3 separate regions of the Mus musculus genome follow, and all the other regions are linked to region 2. Evidence: chromatin contacts called from public Hi-C data. All regions are on one chromosome and are shown on one strand. The core of a region is the stretch at or near the end of the contact, and the rest is flanking DNA. Distances in the headings are between cores, read along the strand shown. Region 1 overlaps Gm31240 (a long non-coding RNA gene). Region 2 overlaps Gm40677 (a long non-coding RNA gene). Region 3 overlaps Gm40678 (a long non-coding RNA gene).

The links. A called contact is a pair of places that touch in the nucleus more often than the background predicts.
Region 1: a Hi-C map of cerebellum shows a contact between it and region 2, with 2.2 times the contacts expected there. The contact joins two enhancer-like sites. A contact is called at or near these places in 3 of 484 Hi-C or Micro-C datasets (cerebellar granule neurons and cerebellum).
Region 3: a contact with region 2 is called in a Hi-C map of cerebellum, with 2.6 times the contacts expected there. The contact joins two enhancer-like sites. A contact is called at or near these places in 1 of 15 datasets of contacts at CTCF or cohesin (embryonic stem cells), 4 of 484 Hi-C or Micro-C datasets (cerebellar granule neurons, cerebellum, embryonic stem cells and 1 more) and 1 of 115 datasets of contacts at active chromatin or transcription factors (pancreatic cancer cells).

What each region holds. Positions count from the first base shown.
Region 1 is chr10:66,737,121-66,741,095 of GRCm38.p6, forward strand. Gm31240 (a long non-coding RNA gene) reads right to left here. Exons shown (of 3, transcript XR_380501.2): 3 at 3,806-3,975. It also overlaps the pseudogene Gm18777. Among named protein-coding and RNA genes, the nearest start is that of Gm31240, 6.5 kb to the right of the region's middle. Within about 2 kb of position 2,116, at least 3 of the 459 cell types and tissues checked have an H3K27ac peak or open chromatin away from gene starts, as enhancers often do. A contact at or near this core is called in cerebellum, where this site is marked.
Region 2 is chr10:66,368,232-66,372,198 of GRCm38.p6, forward strand. The region is part of intron 2 of Gm40677 (a long non-coding RNA gene); the gene reads right to left. Among named protein-coding and RNA genes, the nearest start is that of Gm22594, 110 kb to the right of the region's middle. Within about 2 kb of position 2,085, at least 5 of the 459 cell types and tissues checked have an H3K27ac peak or open chromatin away from gene starts, as enhancers often do. A contact at or near this core is called in cerebellar granule neurons and cerebellum, where this site is marked.
Region 3 is chr10:66,806,014-66,809,975 of GRCm38.p6, forward strand. All of the region lies in intron 2 of Gm40678 (a long non-coding RNA gene), which reads right to left. Among named protein-coding and RNA genes, the nearest start is that of Gm40678, 22 kb to the right of the region's middle. Within about 2 kb of position 1,543, at least 12 of the 459 cell types and tissues checked have an H3K27ac peak or open chromatin away from gene starts, as enhancers often do. A contact at or near this core is called in cerebellar granule neurons and cerebellum, where this site is marked.

The sequences.
Region 1 (3,975 bases), core at 866-3,365, 370 kb after region 2:
AACTCTCATGGCAGCTCATAAATTTCAACCTTCAACAGTTTTGCAATGAAGAGAGACATGACATGCTCCAAAAAGATTTTCCAGAAAAAGCCAGGCACGCCAGCTCATACCTGGAATGCCAACATTCAGGAAGCTGAGGCAGGGCGTTGCCATCACTTAAAAGTTAGCCTGGGCTACACAGGGAGCACCAGGCCATCATGACCATGGCTGAGGCAAGAAAACCAAAATACCACACCACAACGAAGATGATGACGACAAGGATGGTGATGGTGAGAAGGAGGAGGAGGAGGAGGATGGCGGCAATAATAGTTAATAAATTCTTAAGATTCCCAGATAGCTGGAGGCTTTAAATCTTAGTTTTATGTCAAAAAAGGCCAAAGGTTATTTTCGAATGTAATAAAGCTCCCATGCAGACAATGAACAGACATCAAGAAATAGTCATTTATCAGGTAGAATTTGTGTCTGTGCTTCAGAAATCAGTGACGGTACAAGGGGTAGGGAGGATGGATCCAGTGCCTAAATAAAGAAGCCACATCCAAAGCAAGATGCTACTCGGCCTGCGTCCAACCTGGATAAGGACTCCTCTGCCTCTAGATGCTGGGCACAAACCGACACAGGCGCAGTGAACACAGGAAAGGCTTCAGGTGCATCCGAACCGTGACCTATGTGTGTCCACGTAGGACCAGAATGGCTATGAGATACAGCCCAACACAAGAGATTAAACTGATGATTCAGACGCCGAGCCATCAACCAGGCGCATACAAGAGCTGGTCCGAGGGCTCGCCTACACATATATACAGAGGAAGACTTCCTGGTCTGGCCTCAGTGTGAGAAGACGCATGTGCCTAACCCTCGAGAGACTTAAGGCCCCAGGGAGTGGGGAGGCCTGGTGCGAGGGGAAGGGGTGGAGACATCCTCGTGGAGAAGGGAGGAGGAGGAGGAGGAGGAATGGGATGAGGAACTGTGAGAGAGCAGACCCGGATGTGTAATGGCCAGACTGTAAAAAACATAAATAATAATAATAACAATAATAACAAACGTTGTGATTGGTTTCCTTTCAGATTTTCTCTTTGTCCATTCATTGAAGGGTTTTCGATCACGAACTGGGTAGGCCGAAATGCTGAAAGGTTGCCCACCAGCTACTAGAATGCAGTTCCTAGCGTCCTGGACTCAGCCTCCCCAGTGAGTGAACAGCAGCGCAATATGTGGTAGCCCTTGCTTAGAGAAAAGAAACGAAGGAAATTGACCCAGGATATAAATCTCAAGGGAGGGCAGGTTGGCGGAGCGCAGTTCCAGCACCCTGAGCCATGCTGTGGTTTGCTATTTACAATGATAGTGGATGTGTTTTGTTTTTTGTTTTGTTTTGTTTTTTACTATTACTGGTTGGTGTTTTGGTTTTGTTTGTTTGTTTTTAAAAACATTTCTCTATGTAGCCCTGGCTGTCCTAGAACTCCCTCTGTAGGCTAGGGTACCTTCAAACACTCGGAGATCCACCTGCTTCTGCTGATATTAAAGGTGTGCACCACCACCACCTGGCTGGTGGGTAAGTTCTTAGTCTGTCTCTTGGGTCTCCCACTTACAAAATGATAGTCCTTTACCTGCCTTAACATGGTTGTCATGGAGATTAGCATTTGGTGCACAGTAATCACCATTCAGAAAAGGGTTAATGAAATAAAATAAGAGGTAAACGTGGGTAAGCCCACTCCACAGGAAGCAAGGCCATTTGATATAAAGCAACCTGACACTTAAAAAGGAGTTTCTATTGAAAAATCAATCCAAAAGTGTGACAGGGCCACCTTAGAGAACCGTACCTTTAGTGCAAAAAAAACTGATGTTGCCTCTGACCATCAGAAAGATCTCAGGGGCATATGTATGATGCTCCCTCTGCCTTTAGGACGCCTTCAGTTCTAGCAGCTGCAGGAAAAGCTGGATTCAGTCATTAGCCAGAATTCAGAACTACCCTCTCCCAGTCCCCTCCCCCCTCCTCCCTCCCCCCTCCCCCCGCCATGAGTCACCTGAATCCACGTTGAACACAAAGGAAATTAACTGTGCCCTTCCCAGATGGCAAAGAGATTCACACTCTTTCTGAAAATGCTCATCTCGCCCAAATCTGTCTCCCCGCGGGAGACATGTGCCTGCTGCCTGAATACTCCAAAGGATTAAGGAAGGCTGTGTGCAGACTCTAATGGCTACATTTACTCAACAGTTATGGGAGAAATGAATATTTTGACACAAAACAACACTTCTACCTTCCCATTACCAATTCAACTATTCCCACGCCCCCAAAAAATAAAAAAATAAATAAAAAATAAAAAATAAGCCATTCTCCACTAGGAAAGATGACTACATTACCCACAGTGATCTATCTTAACAATTAAAGAAGGCCAGGGTACCCAGCATGTTCACATATCAATGGCTGGTGTATACTTCTCCTATCTGCTTTTCAAAAAGCCTTAAGAAAAACAAAAGCTGGGGAGTCTAGTTACCTGTACAGTCTCCATTGATGAACACTCTTCAAAACATCAATTGGCACTCTCGGCACCAGATCTGGTAAGAAACTAAGCAGAGTGCCTGACTGAAGTCAGCCCTAAAGATGTATGGTACTTGGTTCACATGCCGGCAGTCATCCTTATCAAACGGTACCCTGCCACCTCAGCATCACGAGGAAGGCTGGGGCTTACCCTGGGTCTTTATTTCTGTGTCAGATCTAGGATCCAGAGATGAGAAAGAGGGCTGGCTTCAGGAGTAAGCATACCATAAGCCAGTTGAGGGATCTGCACTAGTCATCGAGAACACAGAAATGTAGAGTGTGTGTGCACATGTGTGTAGAGGCCAGAGGTTCTGCTCCTGTCCATTCATCGAGAGCTATGCATCTTGTTTTTTGAGACTAGGTCTTTCATTCTCCTGGAACCCACCAAGTAGACTGAGCTGACTGGTCCCCAAAACTCAGGTGTTGCCCCGTGTCTACCTCACCAGAGCTGGGATTCTAAACATATGCCATCATACCTGACTTTTTTATTGATGTTCTCCCATGGACCACAGTGAACATGCATGGTTTTCACGGATGAGTTTAGGACAGGAAGGGAAGGAAGAAGGAAGAGGCGTCCAAAACGTGAATGTGTTGTGTACAAAGAGAAATGACAGACACAACCCCCTCCCTTAGCCCTTGGCACTATCTTTTTCTTTGTCTTCCCCATTCTTTGGATACGTGTGCCATGGCTATCTCCCTTCAGAAATGCTCCCATAGTTTGTGGACATTTCACATTAGCATCTTTTACAAGAACCAGCTCTGCCTCCCATGTGCCATTCCGTTTTGTTAGGAACTCAAGTCACCATGGGAATCTGTTACCCCAGCGATCCTTTCTAAGTTCTAAAAGCCCTCAAAGCCCTGAGCAGTACTATAGCTCCTCACAGCCTTCTCTTCATCACTTAATATCATCAGCATTGTTCAAGAAATTGGATTTCCTCCTGTTACCTTCTGACTTCTCCCTGGGTATGGTGGCTTGAATGTATATATATATATGGCCCCCAGGGGCTCAGAGAGCAGCACTATTAGGAGGTATGGCCTTGTGGGAGTGGGTGTGGCTTTTTTGGGAGGAAGTGCATCATGCTCAAGGCAGGCCCCAGTGTGGCACTCTCTCTTCCTGTTGTCTGCCAAGGCAGTTATAGAAGTCTCAGCTACCTTTCCAGCACCATGTAGACCTGTGTGCCACCATGCTTCCTGCCATGATGACAATGGACCTCTGAGCTGTAAGCCAGCCTAATTAAATCTTGTCCTTTATAAAAGTTGCCATGATCACATTGTCTCTTCACAGCAATAAAAACCATAACTATACTGGGTTTATTTTCACCCTTGTTCATTTTTAGGTACCTTTAAAAAAAAATAAACTCAGAAATAAGTTAAGGACAAGCCAAGTTTTTCTTAGGTCCCCAAGTATTGTGCTCCCTGGAAAAGCCTTGCTTCAATAGATGTTC
Region 2 (3,967 bases), core at 835-3,334:
CCCTATAAGGTCTCACAAAACGGTAGGGGTTTCTATTGTTATCCAAACTTCTAATATGTTGAAACTAAAGCCAGTCTCCATGAGTGACCTAACAAACAATGAAGCACACTGAATTATCCTTCCAGGAATGATGAAATCTAAATGAGTCTAATTCCTCAATCTGTCATTCTTGTTCATTTTATCTTGACAGAGGGAGAAAAGTTCACAAGCAGCTGAATGGTTTATTACACTCCCATTGACAGATGGCTTACTACAGACACACACACACAAGCACGCACACAGTCAAGTTAGAGCACTAGATTGGTTAGCCTCTAGCAATAGTGATAATAATAATAATGACAGCAGTCGATGGCCAGTATGTACATGTGGTGATCACTATGGGCCAAACATGATGGGTGGTAGCACATGTGTGCTGTATACACTTATTTCTGAAACAATAATAACTTACCATCCTCTCTGTCCTGAAGATAAGAAACACAGGCTGTAAGACTCTGAGTTACTTGTACAAGCAACATATCCAGCAGTGGAATAGAAATTAATTACAGATCAAGTATATTACTTGTTCCATTCCATCAAGGAAGGGCCCTACTACATTTTAATCTTAATCTAATGATTAGATATTACTTTTGAAAAGTTTAAATAGTAGAGATGGAGTTTATGAAGCTTCAGGGGTAAAAATCTGATCATAAGACATACCTATAGAAATCAGAGGAAGCCTAAAAACAGCCTTGCCTGTTAGCTTCATTGAGGAATGAAAGCAACAAGCATGTTTGGTTTTACAAATGTTCTACCCTTTCAGGATGCTACAAGAGAATACTGAGGATGTAAAAATAAACAATAGAAATAGATTTCTCATTTTAAGACAGCCAAGAGCAAAGCGTGGGCAGATCCATGCTTCTTGGCTCTCGGGTACCAGTCATATTAACTGGTTTTCTCATTGCTGTGAATGGTTACTTGTCAGGAGCAATGTAAGAGAGGAAAAGCTTACATTGTCTCATGGTTTGAGGGTGTCAGCCATCACAGTGAGGAAGGCATGGGAGTCAGAGTGGTTCTTGTCCATGTTGTCAGGACAGTGAATCTGCTTGCTCATAACTGAGGATGCAGGAAGTACAAAGAATCAACATTGAGACTGGAAGTGGGATAGCCATACACTTTAAGACCCATCCCTAATGACTCACTTTCTAAAGGATCCACAACCTCCCAAGGTAGCATCACCAATGGGGTACTGCATACTTAAACACAGGACTCTTTGAAGTAACACTTTACATCCAAACTATGAGACCCATCTTGATGCTGTGTGACACGCATCCAAAGGAATGAGAAGGCTCCCTGGTTACATCCTTTTGAAAAGGAAATGAAACTTCCACCTTTCCAAAGGTTTGCTTCCAAACATCACATGAAGACTTAGTTGCCAGCATGTGACTGGGATGAAGTAGCAGATCATAAATATTCAGTCAACTGCAATATCTTTACCCAGCATCACCTTGATGTCCCAGGGCAGGGTGGTACCCAAGGTGGGGTTTCTCCTCTGAGAAGAGAAGGGGGTAATGAAAGGAAGGATTTATAAGGGTAGGGTTGGGAGGAGAGGGGGGAGGAGAACTGCAACCAGGATGTAAAGTGAATAAATAATTTTTAAAAGAGCAATTTTCCTTGGCTTTAGAACCCAGGGAGGTTGAGAGTGGTCCAGGAAAAAAAATCTAATTTCAAGTCTCTCTCAAAATAGCTGGCATTTGTGTGCCAAGAATTACTTCCTCTAAATACAAAACAAAAACAAGCAAACAAACAAAAACAGCTATGCATGCTTGTAGCTGCTTGTATTATGAATGCTATTTGTTTCTCCCTCAAAACTGTTTGCACTAGAGGGTCTGCACTTAGCTTCTGGGAACCCGCCCCCAGTTGGTTCTGATTAGTAAATAAAGATGCCAACAGACAATAGCTGGGGAGGACAGACAAAGGCATGATTCCCAGGCTTGGAACCAGGAAGAGAGGAAGGAGGAAGATCTGCCATGCTTTAAGAGAGTGTGGAGAGCAGAGACACGCAGAGGCTATGGAGTAGAAAAGCAAGGAGAACACTCCAGGCTCTGGGCCAAAACAATGTGGCCCAGATGGCTGACTTATTAGAGTTAAGAGCAGCTAAGATGGAACATGGAAATTAGTAAGCAGTAACTCAGAATTACCGGTGGGAGGTAGATTCTAACAGCATGGAGGTTAGGCAGCTAACCAGCTATAGTGCTGCTTAAGGCATATTAAAATAGAAAGGCTGGGTATGTGTCTTTCATTCAGGAACCTAAACCATTGAGGCAGTTAGTGACCCTGTCTGGGATTTATTCATTGATAATTAATTCTACTCATGCTAGCCTTTCAAGTTAAAGAAAAGGTTTCAGAAAAACTAGCCAATATAGAAAACACAAAGCAAGTGTTTTCTAAGTATGGTGCTCCTTTTAGTGATCAGGTTCATGGAAAAGGAAGGGGTAGGTGGCAGTCCAGGTGGTATTCGATAAGAAAATTGATTGCACAGGGTCTTCCTTTTGAAGAATTTCTATTCTCAGGCTCCAACATGCCCATCTCTTCCTACCCTAGGTTACAAACACAGAGATCACACAATCTGTTCTACTTTTCTTGTCTGTTGTTATGATAGAACACTGAATGAAGTCAAATTAGGGGAAAAGGGTTTGAATCCAGGCAAGGCTTCAGGTAGAAAGCAGATGGCAGGACTGGACCAGAGACCATGGGGGAAATGCTGGTATGAACTAGCTTGTTCTCTGTAGCTTGCTCAACTGCTTTGTTAAGTAATCCAGGCTAACCTGCTAAGGAATAGTATTGCCCACAGTGGACTAGCCCTCCTGCATTAATCATTACTCAAAATGCTACACAGAAATATGTATAGGCCAATATATTGAAACCAAATCCTTAATTGAGGTGCCTCTTCCTGGGTTACTTAGGCTGTGCCAAGTTAACAGAGATGAAACAGTACACAGAACATCAGCAACATCAAACATGAATGACAGTTATTGTTTGGATTTGGGAATTCACCTAACTTGAAATTTTTTTCCCAGGTTCATGATCACAGAGATCAAACTGAGTGCATTACCCTGCAGCCATCACATAGGAAGGCTCTCTCCTTAGAGCAAGTACCATCCATCTCATCTAAAACTTTGCATAAACATTTGTTCCTGTGGGGAACTTTTAAGAAAATAAGTCAAGTTAGTAAATGGCACCAGAAAGTTTTCCAATATTCTGAAGTGTTACACACACTGTACCCTCTTCCCATATGTCTCAATGAAGCTTTTTATTGCTAGGGACATGAGGAAAGTTGTTTTGTGTGACTGATTAAAACTATATTTTCACTAGCTAAAGAACTTTATGGGCTGTCGCCAGGTGGGATAATGGATCCCATCCTTTAATCCTCGCCTTTCAGGCAGAAGTTCCAAATGGCACTTCCTAATTTTAATACACTTCATAAATTTATCCTATTTCCTGAACCTTCTACCTCAAACACACCGCTCTTGCCATCCAATTTCTCTTCTTCATTATGCATCACCTGCCCTTCCTCCCTCTGAATAATATTTCCAGGGCTTGTCAAAATGACTGCTCACCCAGCGCCTTCTCAGAAAGCCCCCTCTATCATGCACCTTCCTGTAATATTCTTTGTTTCATTTTCAAAACATCCTATTCTGGGTCACAACCATTTTGTCGGGATTAGTTAGCTCTATGGGTGCATCTGTTATTTACAAAAGCTCATTAGAGACATGCATTCATGTGAGATGTCTCAGTCAATTAACTATCAGCAGCAAACACACAATGACTTAAATTCAGACCTCCAAGCCCATTTAAAAGTTAGGTGCACTGGCATAGATTGTAACTCCAGCCCTTGGGTGAGACATGGCAGAAGGGTCCCTAGAGTTTGCTATTCAGCTACTTTAGCTGAACTGGAGAGTTCTGGGTTCATTGAAAGATGTTGTGTAAA
Region 3 (3,962 bases), core at 293-2,792, 440 kb after region 2:
AGTAATGGTACCACCACTGCCTCCAACAGCCTTCCCTTCCTCTCCTCACCAGTCCATGGAGTTCTTAAACTAATTACATCATCCTTACAAAATCCAACAGACTGGGCCTCCCGGAGATGACAAACAGAGCCTCCAACACACAAACCAACAGCATTTCTCGACTTACTCATTTTTGAATTTCCTATAGAGGATCTCTTTGCATGCATGTGGTCCCCCTGCAGGAGACATAGTCTGATCCCCAATTTACAGATTAAACAAACTGAAGTTTGGATCGCATACGCAACACAGCCAAATACACATGTTGAATAAATCGCTGTATGAGTTAAAGACAGATGGGAGAGGGGGTGGGTAGATAGATAGATAGATCGATAGATAGATTATAAATTGGTAGGAGGTAGATGATAAATGGAGAGATGATAGATAGATAGATAGATAGATAGATAGATAGATAGATAGATAGATAGATAGATAGATAGGTAGATAGAGACAGGCAGACTCGAGTCAGCTATGAAATAGTAACAACAAAAGAATCACATCTGAGAACTAAGAATCCAAAGGTTACTCTGTCCTTAGGCTAGTGCCTCGGAGCCCTGGTTGTCTTGCAATGGCTATCTTCTACTGGGGCAGGCCCAACAATGGGTAGTTGGACAGTCCACAAGGCTGGGTACCTCAGCATCCCAATCTGGCTCCCGAAGACAGAAGCTCCCTAGAGAACCATGATAGAAACTTGGAAATGCTGGTTCTACTATCAGAGCAGGAATCTACAGCTCAGGGGCAAGAGGGAGCCCAAGCGAGTGGAAGGGGAGAAACCCTGCGCCCACCAAGCCCTTTTCATCTAGAGAAGATCCCGCCCGCAGTCATGGTGAGTCTTCCTGCATCAATTTACCACAATAAGGACAATCCTTTGGGTTAGGCTTCCTCCCCCGTGGATTCTATTTGTGCCAAGAGTACATTAAAACCAACCACACCAACATCTCCACCGAGGTCAGCCTGGATTTCTGCTTCTACCCTCGACTTTTCTTCCTACGTGAGAGGAATGAAGCCACTACAACGCCATCATGGAACAAGTATCTACTTACTGGGTAATGGTGAAATTATTATGGTATAGTTCACTGGACCATAACTGTACCGGGCTCTAGGCATTGGCTGGAGCAGAACCTACCCTGTCTTCCTGAGGTTGACTGTCAGGCAAATGGCAGATGCATTCATTAAATGTAAGATCCAATAATCACTCTACTATTACACTGCAAAAGTGCTATGAAGGAAACAAGTTCCCTGCCGTGAGCCAAGTGTGAGTCCCAGGGCTGGCTTAGTCTCAGGGAAGGAACTATGGAGTCAGAAGCAGTGGGAGGCGCCTTGCCGGTCTGCCAGGGTCTCGGAACCGCAAAGGGCAAGCATACTTCTGGCCCACCACTCTGCATTACTGGCCCTTCTCTTCTCCCCTAATTGGCGCCTTGAAGGTGTCTCCTGCGTTTTCCCTTCACGCCCAGTGCCTGGCTATATGTTCAGCTTACCCTGGCACTGCAGCACCACAGCCACGCAGAAAAAGTCCCACGTAAAGCGACACCATTCAGAGAGAAGAATTGGCCCAAGTGATTAGGGCACGTGTTGGGTTCTATTTGGCGGGTCTGAGTCCCGAAGATTTAGAGACTATTATTTCCTGAGGAAGAGGAGGCTGGTGGAGGGGATGAACAAGCTATTATGCTGACACCAAAATTAAGGCAATGTTCTGACACTGTTCTGAACTGAGCAGCAAGCTGGGTTCCTGCCGCCCATGAGCCTTGCCTTTGCTACCATCTGCTGGTCACTATGGGAAATGCGCTATAACTCACCCAGACCTCTCTTTTTTTTTTTTTTTTTTTTTTTTTTTTTTCCATTTTTTATTAGGTATGTAACTCATTTACATTTCCAATGCTATACCAAAAGTCCCCCATATCCACCCACTCCCACTCCCCTGCCCACCCACTCCCCCTTTTTGGCCCTGGTGTTCCCCTGTACTGGGGCATATAAAGTTTGCAAGTCCAATGGGCCTCTCTTTCCAGTGATGGCCGACTAGGCCATCTTTTGATATATATGCAGCTAGAGTCAAGAGCTCCGGGGTACTGGTTAGTTCATAATGTTGTTCCACCTATAGGGTTGCAGATCCCTTTAGCTCCTTGGCTACGTTCTCTAGCTCCTCCATTGGGAGCCCTATGATCCATCCATTAGCTGACTGTGAGCATCCACTTCTGTGTTTGCTAGGCCCCGGCATAGTCTCACAAGAGACAGCTACATCTGGGTCCTTTCAATAAAATCTTGCTAGTGTATGCAATGGTGTCAGCATTTGGATGCTGATTATGGGGTGGATCCCTGGATATGGCAGTCTCTACATGGTCCATCCTTTCATCTCAGCTCCAAACTTTGTCTCTGTGACTCCTTCCATGGGTGTTTTGTTCCCAAATCTAAGGAGGGGCATAGTGTCCACACTTCAGTCTTCATTCTTCTTGAGTTTCATGTGTTTAGCAAATTATATCTTATATCTTGGGTATCCTAGGTTTGGGGCTAATATCCACTTATCAGTGAGTACATATTGTGTGAGTTTCTTTGTGAATGTGTTACCTCACTCAGGATGATGCCCTCCAGGTCCATCCATTTGGCTAGGAATTTCATAAATTCATTCTTTTTAATAGCTGAGTAGTACTCCATTGTGTAGATGTACCACATTTTCTGTATCCATTCCTCTGTTGAGGGGCATCTAGGTTCTTTCCAGCTTCTGGCTATTATAAATAAGGCTGCTATGAACATAGTGGAGCATGTGTCCTTCTTACCAGTTGGGGCATCTTCTGGATATATGCCCAGGAGAGGTATTGCTGGATCCTCCGGTAGTACTATGTCCAGTTTTCTGAGGAACCGCCAGACTGATTTCCAGAGTGGTTGTACAAGCCTGCACTCCCACCAACAATGGAGGAGTGTTCCTCTTTCTCCACATCCACGCCAGCATCTGCTGTCACCTGAATTTTTCATCTTAGCCATTCTGACTGGTGTGAGGTGGAATCTCAGGGTTGTTTTGATTTGCATTTCCCTGATGATTAAGGATGTTGAACATTTTTTCAAGTGCTTCTCTGCCATTCGGTATTCCTCAGGTGAGAATTCTTTGTTCAGTTCTGAGCCCCATTTTTTAATGGGGTTATTTGATTTTCTGAAGTCCACTTTCTTGAGTTCTTTATATATGTTGGATATTAGTCCCTGTCTTAGTCAGGGTTTCTATTCCTGCACAAACCTCAGGACCAAGAAACTGAGGTGCTGGCTGAAGGAGAAGGAAATACAGAATGGGTAGTAGAGGAAGGTAGTTATAAATACCAATTAAGGCCACGTAACCAGTTGCAGAAACGAGGATTATAAAGTAATATGAATGCCCATTGTAAATTTACTAATGCGTTTGCGATTGTACGAGGGATAGTTATATCATGTTAGGCGTATTTACAACCTTGTTATTGTTTCATGTGAACATGAGATATTATTTGTGTCAAGTTGACAAGGGGTGGATTGTAGTGGCTATTCCTGGTTGTCAACTTGACAATATTTGGAATGAACTACAATCCGGAATTGGAAGGCTCACCAGTGACCCTTATCTGGAGGCTTGGAGATCCTTATCTGGATCTTGGTTTGAAGATCTTGAGCCACAGTGGCTATGGATTCCAGAAGATTGAATCTCCGAGTTTAAGGAACACACCTTTAATCTGGGCTACACCTTTCATCTGGGATTAAAGGTGTGGCGGAACACACCTTTAATCTGGGCTACACCTTCTGCTGGAGACAATATAAGGACATTGGAAGAAGGGAGTCTAGCTCTTGCTCTTGCTCCTTCGCCTGCTTGCCGTGTGAGACTGAGTAACTGCTAGATCCTTGGATTTCCATTCACAGCTGCGACTGAACAATTGTAAGGAATTGGGCTGCCGACTGTAAGTTATCAATAAATTCCT